Linked DNA regions of Zea mays: region 2 is linked to region 1. A link is a contact called in public Hi-C data. All regions are on one chromosome and are shown on one strand. Each heading gives the region's core, a stretch centred on a gene start, on an enhancer-like site or on the middle of the called end of the contact. The rest is flanking DNA. Distances are from core to core; before and after follow the strand shown. Region 1 holds the start of LOC100382159. Region 2 holds the start of LOC100279237 (Transcription factor bHLH130).

Evidence for each region. Hi-C and Micro-C count contacts between places; a contact is called where the count stands out from the background.
Region 2: a contact with region 1 is called in a Hi-C map of leaf mesophyll, with 2.0 times the contacts expected there. The contact joins the promoter of LOC100279237 here to the promoter of LOC100382159 in region 1. A contact is called at or near these places in 2 of 25 Hi-C or Micro-C datasets (leaf and leaf mesophyll).

The regions. Positions count from the first base shown.
Region 1 is chr1:191,863,949-191,869,621 of Zm-B73-REFERENCE-NAM-5.0, forward strand. It overlaps LOC100382159, which reads right to left and starts at 2,192. Exons shown (of 8, transcript NM_001366774.1): 1 at 1,983-2,192; 2 at 1-328. The coding sequence starts at 294.
Region 2 is chr1:192,227,987-192,233,659 of Zm-B73-REFERENCE-NAM-5.0, forward strand. LOC100279237 (Transcription factor bHLH130) reads left to right here and starts at 3,055. Exons shown (of 6, transcript NM_001329707.1): 1 at 3,055-3,422; 2 at 3,623-4,114; 3 at 4,392-4,876; 4 at 4,980-5,045; 5 at 5,167-5,235; 6 at 5,487-5,673. The coding sequence starts at 3,661. The coding sequence ends at 5,555.

The DNA of each region.
Region 1 (5,673 bases), core at 942-3,441:
TCTTGTAATATCTGGTTTTCTAACGTCAACAGCCTTAGCAGCACTAACTGTTTTCTTTTGTTTCTGAGGCTTGTTCTGTACATTGTTTAATCCTTTATGTTGCAGCTTGTTTTGAGCTTGACGGCTGGCGCTGCTTTTGGTCGTTCGGGGGCTATTATCTTTTGACTCCTTTTTACCGAGCCTCTTTGGAACCCGAGACTCACCTTGTGATGAAAAGGAGTCTCTAGCAGGTACATAATCTGATCCAGTCCCCCTCTTCTCATCTCTCCCCTCCCCGTTATCTCTTGCGCCCATTTCGGGATACTTCAAATTGTTAGAAACTTGATGCCTGGAGAAATAATAAGCACAGATGGTTAAGTTGTTCTAGCAACTTCTGCAAAAATGATCAGGCTTCCAAAAGCAAGCATGTTAAAATAAATACAACACTGATGACACTCGGATCAGGATTCAGAAGAAACAGGAGGCCCAGAAAAGTGCTCATGCTAAAAGGAGAAACCTTCATTAAATAAAAATGTGACCAACTTCCAACCCAATCAGTTAAGAAGATTGGCGATGGGCACACTAAAAAGTAAAGAAGTGAAATGCACACATTAAAAGTGTGGTTATTAATCGTGAAGGTAACCTATCTGAACTCAGATCAAGCTTGCTCTCGCTTCCATTAGAACCTTTAGGGCCCTGTATGGATCCAACCCAGCTAAACTTTAGCCAGCTAATTTGGCCAGCTGAACTCTATGATGTGAATTCCAAACAGGACCTAACTCTGTGATGTGAAATTGAAATCAAAGTGCCGACTGCCAATGGACAGGACCGGTAAAGAGTTTTATTGGGATCCCATCTATTTTAGGTAGTTGATCAAGGTTAAGCTGCACTTTGGTGATCCAAACAGCCCTACTAAATTTGGTGGTAGTTAATGAATGGCAAGATCGTTGAACTCAAAAGCTTATCTCAGACATGACAACTCAAAAGCTTACCTTGAACACGAGTACCAATCAGAATCGGTACAAGACGGTTACCTAGAGAGAACTATAAAACGACTAAATTACCACATAAATAGGGAAACGCACCACCGAACTGCACTCTACTCAAGGTAAAGACAGTAGCAGCATCATGGAAAGGTTGCCAAACATGCATCAGGAGCCACTCGCGAACCAAAAACCTTTTCCCCACTCCATGACACAAATCAAGAAACGGTAACAGCTGCCGGAAATGGCCAATCACAAAACCCAGAGCGGGGGTAGGCTGGCCGCCTGGCCCAGGGCCTCCCTCCCGTAGTGGCCAGGAACAGGCAATTCAATACTCCGAGCACACGAACAGCTTAAAAGGGGGAGAACATTCCTTCATAAATGCGGACCAATCCAACCAAACCGCCGCCACGAAACTCTAATAATAAATCCGCAACCACCTCGCCGGTCGTGCGGGAGCGGATCCGGAGAAGGGAATAGCAGGGCAACGAATCCGGAAGCAGTAACCAAGCACCGACGCACCTGGCCTGCCCATGACAACGGCTAGGCGCCGGGATTCAGAAATGCGGATCGCGGACTAGCTAGCGCCCGCCAGGCGTGATCCTGTCCCCACGCGCCTGCCCGATTCCCTCACGAAATCTCATGAATGGGGGGAACAAAATTAAAACTTGGTAGACAAGCAGAACAATGCTGCCGTCACGGAGCATACAAAGGCCCCAAACTCAGGTGGAGCGGCGGAGGTCCCGGCCCGGCAGACAGAACCGCTCCCCGGAATCGAGAGCCGAAGCCAGAGAAAGCTTAGAAACAAGTTCAAATCCAGCGGGCGTTAGTAATCCGCGGCCTAGCAGAGAGAGAGAGAGAGAGAGAGAGAGAGAGAGAGAGAGAGAGAGAGAGAGAGAGAGATCCGGCGGAAGCTTCCGTTCCGCGGCGCAGGGCTCCAGGCTCCTCCACACATAACATAACACGAGATAGAGAGAGAGAAGGCAAGGGAGTGGCGAGAAGCGAAGAGCAGCGGCTCACCGTCTCCGCGTGGGCCGGCTTCAGTCACCAGCAGCAGACCACACCGAGTCGCCAACCGCAGCGCGATCCAATGCGGGAGCGAGCAGCAGGGCGGCGGCGCGGGAGGCGACGACGACGCCCGCGACCGGCCGGCGTGCTCCGGGTCGCGGCCTGCCTTTGGCTGGGGGTCTGCAACGCCCCGTGCGGCGTGCGGAGGGGAGGGAGATCGTGGTGGGCGAGCGGGCGAGTGGTTGCTCTCCTCTGCGCTCTGCTTAAATCCAACCGACGTCAGGAAGGCGAGTGTGCGTCTACTGCTGTCTGGGTGTATGTGTGTGCGCGCTTTTCTTTTCTTCTTTTTGGGCTCGGGAATTGGCCGGATCCGGTCACCGCGTGGTGAGGTGCACGCCGGCAAGTGGGCCTTCCTGTTTGTTTGTTTTTTTGTTTGACCCTTTTGATTGGCATTGTCCGAAATTCATTTCTATATATGCATTCTTTTTAGTTTGGGAACGTATCATATGCTTATAGAGCTCTTGTGCTCATATGAGCACTTTAAATCTTGTACCTTCATTTCTTATCAAGTGTGAATAAACATTTCTTAGTTTCTTCTGTGTGCCACCCTTGTTGTGCCGCGTTGACTGTCTCTTCTGTGTGCCACTGCTGCCCTCACCTCCTAGATGAGAAATAAATGCATCAGATTTAAAGTGTTCATATGAGTACAAGAGCTCTATGAACACAGGATGCGTTCCCTTTTGGTTTGTAACGGTAATTTGTACCTGACAATAGAAACTACAAAGCAAAACCCGACCCATAAAACCCATCGCAAAACCATCCTCTCTCCACGTTCGAGGGGTGGTAATAGATTAAATGTTACTTCACCATTTGTTTGAGTCTTTAATTAATTTTAGTTAAAAAACAAATAGAAATATAGTCCGTTTGTAATCAGATCTGATTTTTATTATATAAAAATCTACAGCTCATTACCCCTCCGTCTTACTGGACGTACGGTATTTTTTTAAAAAAACCAATCTAGATACGATGACTACGTGATAATCAATAAAACCACAAAGGAACAAAGAAGCCGTCCTTCGTCAATATCAGCGGCCTCCTTTAATTTGTCACCACCTCTGCTCTGATCCCCCTCCTCTTTTAAATGTTCCATTGAGGCTTTATTCCCGCTTCCAGTCGGGGGAGGGACAAGCACTTTCTTCGTGGATCCTTCCTCCAAAGTCCAAACACACATCGCCATGCACCAGCTGGTCTGGATGTAGATCACGGACCCCTTTTAACCTTTTTTGTTCACGCGAGTAAAAAAAAAAAAATTGTAATGTTCGGTTGATGCACAGCCAGTCATAGCACAAGCGGCAGCAGAAGACATTCGTTCCCTCCAATCACTCGGCATGGCGTCTCCGGCCTCCACATGCCAATTGGCATGGCCCCTGTCTCCCTCCCTAGGTGTATATATGATAGCACACTACTGTTATCATCACTCAACTCAATCCATGGCTCCATGCTATGCATGCTCTACCCTCGTCCTCGTGCACCAAATGTGCGTGCTCCATCGGCAGTCACCCCCTCCTCTATCAAGAACCTGGAGAGATCGCCAGCCCCAATCATGTCGCCGAAAGATGCAAGGCCATATTCTCACTTGTGCGGTGCTGCTGCCGTGCAGATTGGGAGAGAGAAAAAAAACAAGAAAACAAGACGGAATAAAAAAGCGACCCGTCCCCTTTTCTTCTCCAAGCATCTTTTGTTTTATTTATATATATATTAATATGTATACACATTACAGAGAGAGAGAGAGAGAGGGGGTGACCTGACTCCGATGCGACGCGACCAAAGTGGCAAAGTGCCCAGCCGGATGCGACCGGCAGAAGCTGTCGGTGGCGGTACAAGCCACCGGCCAGCTCCGGTAGCCGGGGGCCACCGGCAGTGCTGCTCAGAATCGACCGTGATGTATGACAGGCCCGCCATTTCTGTGTGCTTCGTGTGCCATGCCAACAAACCCCACACCACGGTAGATCGTCGTCGTCTGCACTCTGCTACGCCTAGGGGTGGGCATTTTAAAATCGAAACCCGAACCTGAACCGAACCCGAACCCGAATAGACCGAATTATCGGTCTATTCGGGTTTTCGGGTTCGGGTTCGGTTCCTATATGTGCTATATTTCGGGTTATGGGTTCGGGTTCGGTTCCTAAGCTTTAAAACCCGAATAGACCGAATAACCCGAAATATAAAAAACCTCTTAATATATGATGATATTATTATATGATTTATGAGTTTATTAGCTAAAAATTATGATATCATCTTAACAATAATATATATATCTCAGTATGATATTTTTTATAGTCACTTATTGTAATAATAGTACTTCCAATTAATTATAAATTGTATATATTTTAACAAAAGATAATAGTCTCTCTACTATTCGAGTCTATTCGGTGGACCGAATAGACCGAACCGAAATTGTGGGTCTATTCGGGTTCGGTTCCTAAAATTATTTTGGAAATTTCGGTTCTCATTTTTCATAACCCGAAATTTCAAAAACCCGAATAGACCGAACCGAATTACCCTAATAGACCGAATGCCCAGCCCTAGCTACGCCGCTGACGGCCGGTGGGAGGCCGCTTTCAGATCTCAATTATCCTAGTCGTCCGGGGCCAAAGACGACGATCGAGGCTTTTTGGATCGGAAGAGGGAGCACAGTTTAGACGCTTGGAACCATTCACAGCCACAGCAGCCTGCCGCTACTCAGTTCAGTTGCATAGGCCCGGCCGTGAGCAAGCGCAGGCATGGCGTCCGCTGCATGGATATGCACATGCACCTAGTACATTGCAACAGAAACTTCACGCCCAAACCACCCACCTCACCTCACCTCACCACACCATCCACCAGCAACGTACTGATGGTTCTACCTACCCTTCAGTTTCTAGTACATGTTACTTGGAGAGCACATGACCAGCCATCCAACGGGACGGGTACATGTCCATATATTAGATCCTTCACACAAACTGATTTTCAACCAAGCATGTTCACATCATCAGGCACAAACTAGCGCAATCCAAACTTCCACCTACATCCAGAGCCAAGGCCATAGTCGACAGAGAGTTGAAAACTTCATACCATCATCTAAATTTGATTATCCATTGTACAAACCTCTGGGTTTGGAGCAGATTACATCCTTAGAAATAAACATGGTTCCAGCACAGAAATAGATTGCATTCATTCTAATCACATGTAAGACGTAACACTGTAAAATTGGATTTCAGGTCTGCATTTTAACCGACCGCCAATGCCAGAACTTTTTTTTTCTCTGTCCGGGGCAAAATGAACTAGCAACACAGCTCATCGCTACAGTGCCTAGACTGAAGGAGGGGGATCGGTATAGATGTTCAAACGGGTCGCCCGGCCCGACCCGGCACGGGCCCGCTGCTGGCACGACCCGATAAGACAGGTCTGGGCACGGCACGGTTACTACCTCGTGCCGGGCCGGGCCAGCACGCCGTGCCGCCTCCTCGGCCCAGGTCCGGCACGATCGCTGCCAGATCGGGTCGTGCCGTACCATGAGCCCGGTGGGCTAGGTTGGGCCGGGCCACCCAATAGCCCGAAAACATATCAGATTTACAATATGTATTCCAGAGTCCAGATTCATATGTAAATCACAATTCAAGTATATATTCCAAAGGATCACATTAATACTTCAGCAAACAATGTG
Region 2 (5,673 bases), core at 1,805-4,304, 360 kb after region 1:
AGGCGCCAACGAACTCAGATGGTGACCAAGGAAGGTGAGAAAACTCCATTTCTCCATTTCTTCTATCGGTCTCGAAGTACTTATGTCTTTTCTGATGGATGGATGAATGAATCATGGTTCATGGATGAGTGCTTGTCGATGTAGTGATGTCTGAAATCTAGATTGCATTTGCTACATGTTAGTACCTAGTTATCCCTTAATTGGGGATGGGGACCCATTGGGGACCCGAAACCCGAATGGGGATGGGTATGGGATAAGTTTTGTACCCATGATGGGTATGGGGATGGGGATGAGGATGGATCAAACATGATAGGGATGAGTATGAGATGCTATAACCCGGTGGAGAATTCTCCATTGACATCTCTAGCCCTACCTGTGGACATATAGCCGCGCACTATGACTGAGGCGGCTTAAACCGGCGGCAACTGGTATCGATCGAGCTGCAGGTTCAACCGCTAATGGTACCGACCTCGTGAAACACTAATCTCAATGGTGCCCCTTAGCGATTGATCGACAAGCAAGGGAGGTGCACGTAGAAAAGACATGATTTGTACTATTAATGCTAGCGACAGAGTTAGGTTTGGAAATTTTGGAGATCTCGGGGGTTAGGGTTTAAGTATTTACGGATACCGGGTTAGGGACTTAGAGTTAGCTCGTAAACCTAGCAACTAGAAACCATAGAACAAGAAAGTGTACCTTTGCATTTTTTTAGGAGGTCAACACGTGGAGGTCGAAGTCCGCGACCACACGTACGACTCCAGTAGAACAGGACGGTGACAGTTCCTTCGCTGACCGCGTGGGGATTAGATCGGATACGTGGGCGACGAGGTACGATAAGCGTTTGTTTGTGTGGCGGACATTTTTCCTATTTATTTATATGCGGTGTGGTCTGGAGAGAAGAGCGATGATTAAAATAGCTGACTATAGCGACCGATATATCCGGATATATATATAGCTGTCGGAGAAGACTGTTGATAATACAATCACTATTTACATGTAACATTTAGCCGCTATTATCTCGCTAAAACAGCTAGACACATGTAACATTTAGCCGCTATTATTTGATCTATGTATTTATCTGTGTACTACTGAAGTACCAAACATTATTAATTGTACATGAACGTTTGAACATTGTATTTGCTTGGTATCTTGGTAAATGTTGATACAATGAAAGGCACTCTATCTCATTAAGTCATGGCATGTTTTGCCGTGGAACGATCATTTCTCACTTATTTAGGGCAGATATTTTATTTTTTTTTCTGAAAAACCCGCTAAATCATTTAGCTACAGCTATATCCGGATATATCATGTTATAGCTGCTGGGAAAAAAACTTGGGATAAATAACTTAGCCCACTATTTTTTAAACACCATTGAAAAGAGGTCACAAGTGCCGATTTGGCTTGGTTGTTCTCCGACCGAGTCGGATAAGATCGTCCAATAATACTGTGCAGAGAGTATAAACTCGTACACTTATTTTGAATTAGAATTAGGATTCTTTGATATCTATCTGCACCTCGTATCGGAGTGATTTTCCTGCTGTGTCAGGTTAAATATACGAATCATCCGCGCCCGGGTTTCGCCTGCGTCTTTTTCCTGACTTTCCGTCTTTTTTTTTCGAATGTCAAGTTTTGGTTTGTGTCCATGATTCTGGCTGTGGCCTGTGGGTTGCGTCCGAACTAACTGTCCGCGTCCATTTTTTTTCCACCTACGTGGCTAGAGTACGTCCGGCGTCCGTTTTCTATGGATCGATATGTACGTGTCTCTCTCTGATTGGCCACCGGCTCGTGTTTCTCCTGATTAGTAGCCAACCCAACAACCCACCCCCAAGCCAAGCTGGCTTTCTTTGTTTATTCCGAGTATCACCCGCGCATAGTACCGAGTACTACTGACCATCGCGCAATTTTTTTTAAAAAAAAAATCGCGAACATAGTCTATCACCTAGGCCGGATCGCAGAGGACGATTGGCTGATTTTTTTTTGTTCGTTCGTTCGTCGCGCACTGTGATCGGATCGGATCGGCACGTACGACGTACCAGGGAAAACGGATCGGAGAAGCGTCAACGACTGGATATATATATATATATATATATATATATATATATATATATATATATATATATATATATATATATATATATATAACATAGAGCGTGGAACCAAGCAAGCACTGTCGCACGCACACGGAAAAAAGGAAGGCGAGAAAAGACGTGTCTCATGTCTCGCTCCGTCTGTGTGTGACGGGCGAAGGTGAGAGGGAGAGGGACGCGTGTTGCGTGCGCCAATCCCAGCCTCTCGTCTCTCCGGCCTGCACGAGCAGCAGGAAAGGCAGCCCCGGCACGGGCGGCAGCAGCGATTCCGTAAAAGGCATCGGGGGCCTGCCGCATGCCGCTCAGGCCAGAATCCCATCCCATCCCACCCCACCCGGCCTCGCTCTCGGGTCGATCCTCCATTCCTCCGTATCCATCCGTGCGTGCCTTTTTCCCCTCCCCCCACTTTTCCCCCCGGTACCGGTTCCGGTTCCGGTTCCGGATAGCGTGGCTCAAGCATGCATGGCAAGGAAAGAAAAAACAACCTTTGCTTGCTGCCGGAAACAGACTGCGCCGCGTTGCTTAGAATGGACGAATGGTCACGGACGGCCACGCAGCCTGCTTGCTTGGCCCTCCCTATCCTCTCTGCTCCGCGGCACCGGCACAGGCACACACAGAGCCAACAAACATACTACACAGGTGGCAAATGCCTGCGGCGGGGCCTATGAACCCTAAACCTGATCGTTTGTCTTTAATAACATACCGACTTTCGCACCGGCTTTTACTATTTATAAACTGTTTTTGTCTCTATAAATTGTATATGTAGCAGTCTAAACAACCCGATTAAGCCCCCCCTTCTGTGTTCGGGTTGCAAAGCCATACCCGCTGGGAACAAAAAAGATCCCCGCAGTAATTTCCCTTCTTTCCTGCAGTAATTTCCACAGGCCCAATCATTTCTCCAGCCAACAGCTTGACATGTGAGTTCACTCCACGCAGCGGAGACCAGAGCTTCTCTACGGCGAGGGAGCGCCGAGGGGCAAATCCGTCAGCGCGGGCACATCGCGTCGCCTTTCCGGCCCCCACACCTCTCTCTCTCTCTCTCTCTCTTCCCGGTCGACGAGCGGAGAGCTAGCGGCGGGGCGCGCGCTGCTATTTATCGAGCACACGGGAGCCACGCCGCCCGTCCCTGTCTCCATCTTGCCGTCGCTCCCACGCCGCCGTTCCCTCCGCCTGCCTCGACCGCCTCGTGCCGTGCGCGCTAAGGAGGGAGGGAGGGAGGGAAAGTGAAGCAGGAGGGTGGACCACTGCGCGCGTGCGGCGCCTTCCTCCTCGAATCACCGCCGACAGCTTCTGCAGCTAGCGTTATCACCCCCACCACCCCGGGGCTCGGATTAGGTACGCTGTTCATGCCGTCTCCACGGCCAAGGACCGGGGAGGAGCTTCTTTCTCTAGCTGGGGGATGAGCAACACCAAGTGATGTTCCATCATGTTTGCTTAAAAAGACACGCACTGCCTCTGCCTGTGCCTGCCTGTTCATGGTCCTCATCCTCACAGAGCTGGTTACCGAAAAATTGGTATACTTTTTCTTGGCGCAGGATCTGAGCTGAAGCTGCCAGGCCAGGCGATCGAGCCGATGTACGGCTCGCCGGTGTCCAAGGACCTCAACCTCCCGGCGCAGCCGCCGCCGATGGCCTCGTCCGGGCTGCTACGCTACAGATCGGCGCCCAGCGCGGTGCTCGGCGGCCTCTGCGAGGACCAGCTCCAGCTCCCTGCCGCCGCTCCGAGCGCCGCCGACAACGTCTTCTCAAGGTTCCTGCCCGACCACCACATCCGGGACGACAAGCCGTCGCCTGCCCACTTCCCGAGTGCGGCCGACATGGCCTCCCACCACCAGCAGGAGCAAATGATGTTCCACTCCCAGTCCCAGTCCCAGCACCAGCAGGAGACGGGTAGGTCCGGGGGCGGCCTCTACCGCACCGTCAGCTCTGGCATGGAAGCGGGCGGCACTGGCGTCGGCGCCGCCAGCAGCCTGATTCGGCAGAGCAGCTCCCCCGCCGGGTTCCTGGACCATTTCGGCATGGACAACGGTTGGTTGCTCGTCACTCGCTCTCGCTCTCTCTCTCTCCTTAAATCCGGCCTCCATTTGGTACTGCCTCGGTTGCCATTCCCGGCTTGCTTCCACAGCCTCCCAGTCCAGCTCCTTGGACGCGGAAGCCGTCATGGATGGCAGCAGCAATTATTGCAGTTCTTGCCTGGGGAGGGAGTCTCTCCTCCCCCGAAACATTTCTATTTCCGGAACTGACACGGAGGGAGGGCCACCCGCCCGCATGCTCTGTTGCTGTTTTGCCCGATTCCTTCGTCCAGGGTACGGGGCGATGCTGAGGGCGAGCATGGGCATGGGGTTCCAGGACGGTGGTGCCAGTGACTCCCTCGCGGGCGGCGGCGGCGGTAGCGGCAGGCTCGGGGGCCAGCTGAGCTTCTCGTCGCGGCAGGGGTCGCTCATGTCCCAGATCTCGGAGATGGACAGCCAGGAGGATGTCGTCGGAGCGAGCAGCCCCGACGCTGGCGGCGGCGGGGACGCCGCCTACATGCCGGGGTACCCGATGAGCTCCGGCGGGTGGGACGACTCGTCGTCGGCGCTCTTGCCGGACAGCCTGCCCGCGACGAATAAACGCCCGCGGGACTCGTTGGAGCACGGCGGCGGGCTGGCGCACCAGTTCAGCCTCCCCAAGACGTCGTCGTCGGAGGTGGCCGCCATCGAGAAGTTCCTCCAGTTCCAGGACGCCGTGCCCTGCAAGGTCCGCGCCAAGCGCGGGTGCGCCACGCACCCGCGCAGCATCGCCGAGCGGGTGAGCGGGGCATGCTAGATTTTATCCTAAAACCTTGGAGAGTCCTGCGATGCGAGTTTGAGTAACCGGCTGATGTTTGACCGGCCATCCATGATGCATCCAGGTGAGGAGGACGAAGATCAGCGAGCGGATCAGGAAGCTGCAGGAGCTCGTGCCCGACATGGACAAGGTGACTGCACCTGCACCCACCGGTTTCAGTGCGCGTTGAGTTGCTGCCATATGCTATGCCAGGACCACTCCGGCCGGCCAGCCAGAGCTGATGACCTACTTGCGTTCCCGTTGCCTTGCAGCAAACCAACACCTCCGACATGCTGGACTTGGCCGTCGACTACATCAAGGATCTCCAGAAGCAGGTCAAGGTAACGAGCTCCGGCGGCCGCCGGTCTGCTTTCCTCCTCCAGAACCCAAATTGCAAGGTCAGAGAGCCAGTGACGTCCAAATCACGGAGGCTGGCCTCATCTTGCCCCGCCGGCTGATCGACGGCGAGCGAGGGTTACCTACAGTTACAAACAACGATATGTCGTTGACTCTTCCTCACCTAGTACTAGTAGTAGGAGGAGGAGGAGTATCTTTATCGTCGTTTATCATCCCTTGTGTTCACGCGTTGCAGGCGTTGAACGAGAGCCGCGCCAGCTGCACCTGCCCGGCGAGCAAGCACCAGCAGCGGTTCTCCGGCTGAAGCACCGGCCGGGCCGGCAGTCCCCATCGGTCCCCGGCGGCTGCGTAGCACGCTCCAGTACACAGCTAGTGCAGCAAAGATGGACCCACCACAAGGCCTGGAGACAGACCTGACTGAG